Linked DNA regions of Pan troglodytes: region 2 is linked to region 1. A link is a contact called in public Hi-C data. All regions are on one chromosome and are shown on one strand. The core of a region is the stretch at or near the end of the contact, and the rest is flanking DNA. Distances in the headings are between cores, read along the strand shown. Region 1 overlaps SYT1 (synaptotagmin 1). Region 2 holds the start of PPP1R12A (protein phosphatase 1 regulatory subunit 12A).

Region 1 (4,415 bases), core at 1,152-3,651:
CCTACTCTATGATGCCATCAGGGACCTGTGCTTTTTCCTTCTTTTCAGCTCCTCTATCCTTAGTATGTTGGCCTCTGTTTCCATGATTGTCTCCTCATGGTGCAATTGAAGACAGTGGCTGTCCCAACCAAGTTTTTCCTCTTTACCAGTAAAGCAAAGGGTTTCTCAGAAATCCCACTCAGACTTTCCTTAGATCTTATTAACTGGAGAGTCAAAGGGCCACTTTTATCTAAAAGACTAAATGAGAACTAATGGGACAAGATCATCATGGCTGGCTTTTAAGTACAAGAATGACATAGGAAAGTAATGGTTTAAAAAAATTAATATGGAAATGAAAGAGGAGAAAGGGAGTCAGTAAGACCAAGTGGAGCATTGCTAATATAATTCTGTCATAAGAACAAGAAGGTCTAGGTAATGGATCCTCTTATGATGGCTTAGTTTGTAATACCTTTCATGAAAGAAAAAACATTATGGACAGGTGGTCAGATACTTCCTAAACAACAATCACAAGTTGCACTGCACTGTGGTGACTGGTATGTCTGTAGCTGCAGGTTAAGCACTATCTCAAGCATAGAGGTGACCCTTGGGGCAAGATAGTGCCTCTGAGCTTCTAAGGGTTACATGTTATAGGTCTGATTTCCACCTTATTCTATACACTCTCTGAAACTTCCAAAGATTCTGCTGCATAAATCAACCTCATGCCCAAGTTGGTGGCAGCAGAAATGAACCTTAACTTAGCCCAAAAGGGTTTGAAGAGAACCAAGAAATAAAGCTAGAACCAGATCCAGCACTATCATTATTCTCATGCTACTTTTTAAAGTCTTGTCCACATTATTCAGTGATAGAAAACTGATGTTAGGAACACTGAGCACCTAAGTGTCACTCACTCTGATCTCTAGTTGCTGCTTCTGATAACTTTCACCAATTAGCACAGGCTTAGAGTCAGATTATCTGGGTTTGAATACCAGTTCTGCTACTTAATAGTGGTGTAATCTTGGGGAAGTGCTTAAATTCTCTGTATTTTTCAATAAAATATTGATCACAATAGCACCTACCTCACAGAATTGTAGTGAGAAAGAAAGTGAGTTAATATTTGAAAGTCCTTGAAAAGTGTGTGGCACATGTCAGCCCTCCCGGAATGTCTGCTATTTTTATTACTGCAGCCATTATTATTCTGGTGTAGAGGTGAACTACCCTGTTTTGGAGGCCATAAAGACCTTGATTCAAATCCTGCCATTATCACTTACTATCCCTATGGCCCTGGACAAGTTAATTCATGGTTCTGAGCCTCAGTTTATTTATCTGTTAAAAAGGGATAATAATGCTTGTTTCATCAAGCTATGGCAAGTATTAAGATGGCATGTGACAGTGCTTAGCACAGGCCCTGACAAATAAGTAATTTGTATTCTTTTTTATCCTCCATGATACACTCTTTTCTCTGGGTTTATCACTAGAACTCCCCCGGGATGATCTGTTACTTATGACTAATCATACTCTGTACTTATACCACTAATATTATTTGAGTGAAACAAACTTAAATTCAGCATCAGGAACTACCTTGAAAGGAAAATAGACTCATAAGAGTAGTCTCTTCCAGTTTTGAGAAGAAAAGATGCCATCCTACAAGTATGGTAAAGGTCTTGATGAGGGAGGTAGGACCATGACAGTACCACCACGCCTTCGTCTCACTTCCCCACCACAACTGAGTGATCTAGCCACCCTCTAGAGTTGCTACCACCATTCGTTGGGAAGCCATGAAGTCAAAGAAAAGTTTGAGACCTGGGATAGTTGTCCCCATTTGTCATAACATTGGGATAGCTCTGATCGTCACATTCTCAGAAATGCAAATACTAAGCTCTGAGAAGATACAGTCTTCTTTGTGAATCACCTCCATCCCAATTTTTGACCTCACTTTTAGGTGGGATGTATCTACAGCACAGAGTCTGTGACTCTGAGATACATCAAAGACTATTTGGTGGCCCCTCCTGAAATCAGAAGAGGATGTAATTTGCTGTGGTTTTTGCAACTCTCTTACGCACAGTCCAAGCAAAGAACATTATAGTTTTAGAGTGGATGTGGCTGTCCTTACTCTGGTATACTCACAGGAGAAGGACATTGCTGTCTTCTTTCCTTCCATCTTTGATCACATCACTACTGTATTGTGACCTCTTCTTCCCAGAAGAACAACAGTTTTATCCTCTTAATCTTGTTCAAACTGCCTTCTAACACTGACCACCACCAAAAGATGTTGCTTCGAGAAGAGGCTGAATGGAGAACCTTAAATGCATGGGGAATATTCCTGACTCTCATTGAAATCAGTTTATCCTGGGTATTACACTTGAATTTAAAGCAAATGTATGCACAGGCAATCCTGGGTGAGCTACTCTGAACAGGAGATGGCAGTAGCAGCCAAGGATTTGGGCAGCCCTTTCTAGTCCTAACAGAGGGGATTTCCTATTGGTTCATTGTCGATTCTGGACTGCAGTTTTGCCTCACCAAAGCCAAGGTGGCTAAATAATATGCCCAAGATCCCAGACCTTGCTGAATTTCACAACTATTGAAGAATTAGAAATTGCTCAAATTGAAGGCTGAACGACCAAGTGAACACTGTGGGGAGCTTTTACTAAGTCTCACTGCAGAGGAAGGGAGGAGCCCTACAGGAAATAAACAGATATGCCCACTTAGCTTGGCATTAGTGGGTTTATTGGAAGGAGCAAGGATCGGAGATCCAGTGCACATTCTTACTGAGACTTTGAGCAAGTCATTTAGCGAGGTGATTCAGCCCATGCTCTCATGTGGATTCAGGGAATAAAGAAGTCTTCCTCACAGACTTTACAAAGGGTTCAGTAAGATAACAGCCAGGAAAACTCATTTTCTAAACTATGACATGCTATAAAAATACAAGAAGGACATTTTGGTTGGTTTTAGGTCATTTCTTTGAATTTGTCCTGGCGCCTCCAAATTTCCTAGACCACATTTTTTTCTTTCCTTTTCTTTCTTTTTTTTTTTTTCCAAGTAATATGGTCAGAAGCTGTTTGACTATGAGTCTATTATTTCTCTGATAATTATAATTTCCCGGAGAGTTATGGCACACAAATTACTTTGTAATAGCTCTAAATTCTTTGCTTTATCCTGAGTCTACAATTATGCACTTATCCATGCTCCTGTCATCTGTGGTACTGATTTATGGAACCTCTGTTCTCTGATCTCCTCATTTCTTACCTCTGCCTCCTTTAAAACTCAAGAAATGTGGCAGCAAGGTCAAATTTCTCATCGGGCCAGCATTACATTCTCAGGTGTAATCATTACCGTCTTAATAAAGCAAGCAGTTAGTTCCACAATGGTCTGTTTAATCCACTAGATAATTGCTAAGCCTTAATTATATAACCCAGCATACTGTCCCTTGCTATAATTCCAGAACCACCATGTTGTGGTTTGAAACATCTATTAATTTGGTGCAAATATTAATTAAAAATTTATTTCTAGCCAAGAATATGATGGATCAAGTGCCATGTATTAAAAAAGGAAAATATAATTAATCTTAACCAATTTCACTTCGAGCAAAAACAATGTAACTGGAAAGTTTTCTGGTAACTGCCACACACTTACAGACTTTTTTCAAAATTTGAAAAAAAGTATGTCTAAATTTTAAAGTATTGCAGTATCAGTTTGGTATTATGGTAGAGGATTTATAAGCCATGCAACTGCACAAAATTTTTGATATCGTTAATAAGGCAAAGATATATTACTTCACTTTGTTCTGCTTGTGACCTAGAGTGAATTTTATTCATATCAAAATTAGACCTTACTAGCTTCTTATACCTGAATGGCCTAGAGGTAGAGAAATGTCCAGAACAGCCTTATTAGAGAGTGGGGTGCATGACAAGACCATAATCTAAAGCCAGTTTTCAGTTTTATTATTTACTTTGCTGCCTTGATCATTTTTCTGCACTCATTTGGCTTGAAGGCATAGACATTCCCTGTTGATTATCTCGGCTTGGCAGTGGGTTTCTGCTACACATTTTGATTCCTTATATGGTAGTAGGAGAGGATTTTGTATGAGTTCCAGCGAGTTTCTCTGGGCTTGTGGAATGCAGCAAGGAAAGAATCCTACAGAGATGAAAACATGAATATTTGCATTGATTAAAGAGAAAAATGAAAGAAAGAAAAAGTATCACTCTAAACTGTTTTTTTCCTTTTCTTACTCTGTTCACTTCACTTCTAATAATGTCTTACACTTTTGGGGGTGGGAGGAATTAATGCTGTGTGTTCTTTTATTGCTCATATCTTCATGGCCATTTCAAAAATTATTTTGAAATGCTGAGTGTGTTTACAGAGGCAATGTTAACAAAATAGTTTTCATCATCATCAAGGTTTGAATCCCTGAAGCACCCTATCCCTCTGTTCTACAAATT
Region 2 (4,415 bases), core at 858-3,357, 530 kb after region 1:
GCATTAGAGAATCTAAATTAATGAAACTGAGAAAGCGCTAGACACCCTGCTATATTTTTACTGGGTGCCACATTTTTAATTCCATATTTGTCCTGCAATGTGTCAATCATTTCAATGTATCCAGTCAACTTTGTAAACAAAGGCTATACTCCATGTCTGATATGAGAATTCCATTACATAAAATTTAAAATGGTCATCACTCCCTTAAACAGTAAGCAGGACAAGGAAAAATGTCACTACACACCTTTTTTAAAAAGGCGTCAAGTTAATATTCATGAAATATAAAGCCTTGAGTTTCAACCTCCCAAACAAGTTTTTACTACAACATTACTCAAAATAAGGCTATGCATCTTCCACACACAACCAAGGCAACTTTGAGATAGCTTACAAGTCTTTTCATTGTTAAGGGGAAGCTATTGCTGCAAAGTCATTTTCTATTACAATTATTCCAAGTTGCCCGCTAAAAAAATAGAAAAAGCCTATGTTTTGTCACCTATTACCATCACTTAAAAATTGCTTTTTATGCATAACTCTACGTGGTTGTGTTGCTTTTGGCCTGTTAAAGGCAAGGCAACATTATCTCTGGATTGCCAATAGTTTCTCCTTATTTGGCTAACATTGAGAGATCCCAATCAGACTACTATAAAACTTTAATATGCACAAAGCATCCATTTTGAGAAAAGTTTGTGACCAGCTTTCTTTTTTCCCACCCCCAAAAGAAAAACCAGAGCTTGGTAACCGGCTTTGAAAAGAGTGTCCCCTATTTATTCTTCTCTTTCTAACACCAGTGCACACCCCAGGACCTGGGGCTCAAGGATCTCTGACACTGCGGCAAACTTCGGGTATCAGACTCAACACGTTCCGGTCCGGAGGTGGGCAAGCCCTTTAGAGGGCTTCTTTACTCTACCCACTTCCATCCCCTTCCTTTCAGCCGGTGCAGATCAGCTAATTACACCCTGTTTTCCCCTCCCCAGTGACCAAGAGTAATAAATGAGAAAACAGGAAATCGTTCGTTCAGGGCACTCAGCTTAGGGCTCTAGATTACTATTATTATCATCATTTATAATCAAGTCCTAAAAAGTGCAACAAATCCAATGCCCACCTACAAGTCAAAGATGTTCATCTGCCTAACCGTCCCTAATGCCCCTTGTTAGTTTTCTTCCTTCAGCATCCACCCCTCCGAATATACCACTGACACCGGGGCCCAGGCACAACCCCACTACACCCCTCCTTGTCTCGACCCCAAATCCCAGACTTATCCACGAATGGCCCTGGGGCCCCAAGACGACCACAGTTCCTTTTCCCCTATGCCCCGGAAATCACCCGGTTCCCAACTCCACCAGCAACTGTTCTGAAGGGGGGCCTCAAGCCCAGCGCCCTCCCTTCCACCAGCTCTCCCTCCCGCCCTTTGGGGAAACCGCCCCCTCATCCCGCAGCAGGGAGTCTCCCGCCGCCCCCAGCCTCAAGAGGTGGAGAACTGAGGGCAGGCCCGAGCAGGAGGCCGACGAGAACCCTCACGGTCAGGAGAGCCGGCGGCGGGGCGCACAGACCTGGTGCAGGGCAGTGAGTCCGTCCACATTGGCGTAATTGATGTCGGCGCCGCGGTGCAGCAGCTTGAGGACCTCGTCCGTGTCGCCGCTGGAGCAAGCAGCCAGGAAGACGGCGCCATCGTCGAACTTCACCTTGGTCTTCTGGCGCTTCACCACCGGAGGCTCGAGGTCCGTCTCGGAGCCGATCCAGCGTTTCAGCTGCTCGTTCCGCTTCTGCTTCGCGTCCGCCATCTTCATCCCCTCTCCTGCCGCCGGGTCTTCTTATCGCGAGGGGGGGAAGGGGGAGGCGGAGAGGGAAGAGAGGGGAGGCAGGGGGTGTGTGAATGTTTCTATGAGTGCGGGCCAGAGGAGGGCTGGGAACCCGGAGCCGACGCTCGAGACTTCCAGTATCCCACAGAGCACTGGGGCGGCGCACCCGGCCGAGCGGACCTCCCTTCCTACCACAGAAGCCCTCCCGCCCCCAGCACGGCCACCCGTCACCGGCGGCCAATCTAACGTAACTTCGCGAGATCCGGACTGGGAGGCGCCCTTCGACCAGTGCGCATGCGCCCTGGGACTGCGCCCGCCCCAGGAAGAGCGCTCCCGCGAACTGCGGCGGGGGTGGCTGGGCCACCGGAGGGAAGAGGGTGTGGCCCAGGCAGCGGGGGCTGGGACGGACCTGGAAAGGAGGAAGCGGGGAAGGAAGGTTGTCCTGTCGGGCTGGGGGCTCCCGGGAATCCGGAGGCCAGCAGTGGAACCGCAAGGCTCTACAGGGCAGATCTGCCTCCCGGGCTGTCTCAGCTACGCCGAGTCGTTGGCTCAGGGCGGAGGATTTTCCCATTGGCTGCGTTATTTGAATGGAATGGGGGATAGGTCGTGAAGTAGGTGCTGCTGGTTGCTCTTTCTAAGGAACTCAGATGAACTTGGACATGTCAGAATTAATAACCTTTTAAAAGTGGGGTCTGTGTAGCCGAGGGTTTTAATGGTAAGTTCTTGAGGTGACCACCTATTGACAAGGGTTGACCTGCTGTAATTGCGGTGGCTTCCTGCCAACCCCCACTTTAGAAATGTTTTTCTTCCTCTCTTTACTTGTTTTGTTTTGCTTTCTCTCACGCTTGGGTTCTCGTCTTTCTTCCTTCAGTGCTTTAAGCCTGTCTCGTACTACCCATGAGCTTAGCTCAGCCTGATTACTGGTCCTTACCTTTTAAGGGATTTCTGGTTACAGTTCCATCTCTTTCCAAGGAGGGGTAAAGACCTAGCTGCGTCTAGCATTTAAACGGAACGTTAATGAAGGCAATTAATTCAACCACTATTTATTGAATACGTACTATGAGCCAGTAACTGTACTAGGCACTGAAGATACAATGAAAAATATGACATTTATTTGAACCACCTCTTGAGTTCACTCGCCCAAACAAGACTAATTTATCATCGTCATAAAAAAAAGACTTTAACTTTGCCTTGTATGACCACACGCGCACACACATAGGATTTGTAATACTGATGTCTTATGAGCCATCTATCAACAATCTCCACCAATTGATTTTACTGAACACTGCATTGTTACCATCCACTACTATTTTTAGAGCATTTAGAAAAGCCAAGATAAAAACCACAAAACCTTACCATGGAAGTTTAGGGGTCATCTAGACAGAGTCCCTCTAGAACTAATTAATTTACTTAATTTTACCCAGAAGTAGGATTAGAATTCACTCAGCAAATACTATGCACCTGTTCTGGGTCAGGCATTGTTCTAGGTGCTGGAGATAGAGCAGTGAACAAATAAGCTTTTCTTACTCTCAGCATGATGCCTTTTCCAGTGGACTACTTCACAGCCTATCATATTGAGAAATAAAATAATTGAGTAAAACATGATTAGGAAACTGTCTGCCTGTGAGACAATTTTCTGAACCACAATTATTAGGATAGCGATAGAATCCAGGTCAGGGTAAAAATATTTCCTCTGAAAACATTGTAGGAATAGAAAATGAATGTAATATTCATAAGATGTACCATTGTATCATTGTATGTTCATTACATACATTAAAGATAACATTAGACCTTTGAATACTCATGGTGTTAGGTATTGAAAAACATTGTTAGCACTAAAATACAAAATCCCTATCCACAGAATACAGCTCTCAGAATAAAAGAAAGGAACTTGAGGATTGCCTTGTCAGCTCCTGTCTCTACCTAGGCAAACTGACAGCATATACTGTTTTCCAAGAACGTTATGGCCTATGTGGTAGCTCTTAAAAGTGCCCATGCAGTATAGATGGGAATCTGAAGATTTCATTCAGGCAAAAGGAATTTAGTGGGAAGTATGCTATTCCTGATTCAAGCACTTATTTCAGGATGCAAAATTAATAATAGTTTATTAATAAAACATAATTAAGTTCATTCAGTTTCCAGAAGCTGTCAGGGAAAAAACAGCCAACCAAGGAGGGCTGTTATCATGTGCAAATTTCACTGAATTTAGTTTTTCTTCTTTTCGTGGCTCTAAGGGTCAAGACGCTCTATGTTAATATTGAAAGTACTCTGAAACTGCCACCTACTTTGTCTTTAGGGAGGATTTTTTTAATTGTTGTTAGTGAATTAATGGTACTGAAGACCTTGGGTTAATTCTAGAACAAGCAAAATTTTTTATTGACACACACAGTCCCAGCACAGTGGCTCACACCTGTAATCCTACCACTTTGAGAGGCTGAGGAGAACTCTGCCCAGGAGTTCGAGGCTGCAGTGAGCTATCTGCACTACAACCTGAGCGACAGAGCTAGACCCTATCTTTACCAAAAAAAAAAAAAAAAAAAAAAAAAGACACACACACACACACATGCTTTTATTACATATTTGTCTAAGCAGAACAAATGGAAAAAATGCAAATAT

What was found. Hi-C and Micro-C count contacts between places; a contact is called where the count stands out from the background.
Region 2: a Hi-C map of stem cell-derived neural progenitor cells shows a contact between it and region 1, with 7 times the contacts expected there. The contact joins the promoter of PPP1R12A here to the enhancer-like site in region 1. A contact is called at or near these places in 1 of 7 Hi-C or Micro-C datasets (stem cell-derived neural progenitor cells) and 1 of 1 datasets of contacts at active chromatin or transcription factors (stem cell-derived excitatory neurons).

What each region holds. Positions count from the first base shown.
Region 1 is chr10:86,201,275-86,205,689 of NHGRI_mPanTro3-v2.0_pri, forward strand. All of the region lies in intron 9 of SYT1 (synaptotagmin 1), which reads left to right. Among named protein-coding and RNA genes, the nearest start is that of MIR1252, 11 kb to the right of the region's middle. Within about 2 kb of position 2,402, at least 2 of the 24 cell types and tissues checked have an H3K27ac peak or open chromatin away from gene starts, as enhancers often do. A contact at or near this core is called in stem cell-derived neural progenitor cells, where this site is marked.
Region 2 is chr10:86,728,847-86,733,261 of NHGRI_mPanTro3-v2.0_pri, forward strand. PPP1R12A (protein phosphatase 1 regulatory subunit 12A) reads right to left here and starts at 2,108. Exons shown (of 25, transcript XM_001163581.6): 1 at 1,551-2,108. The coding sequence starts at 1,787.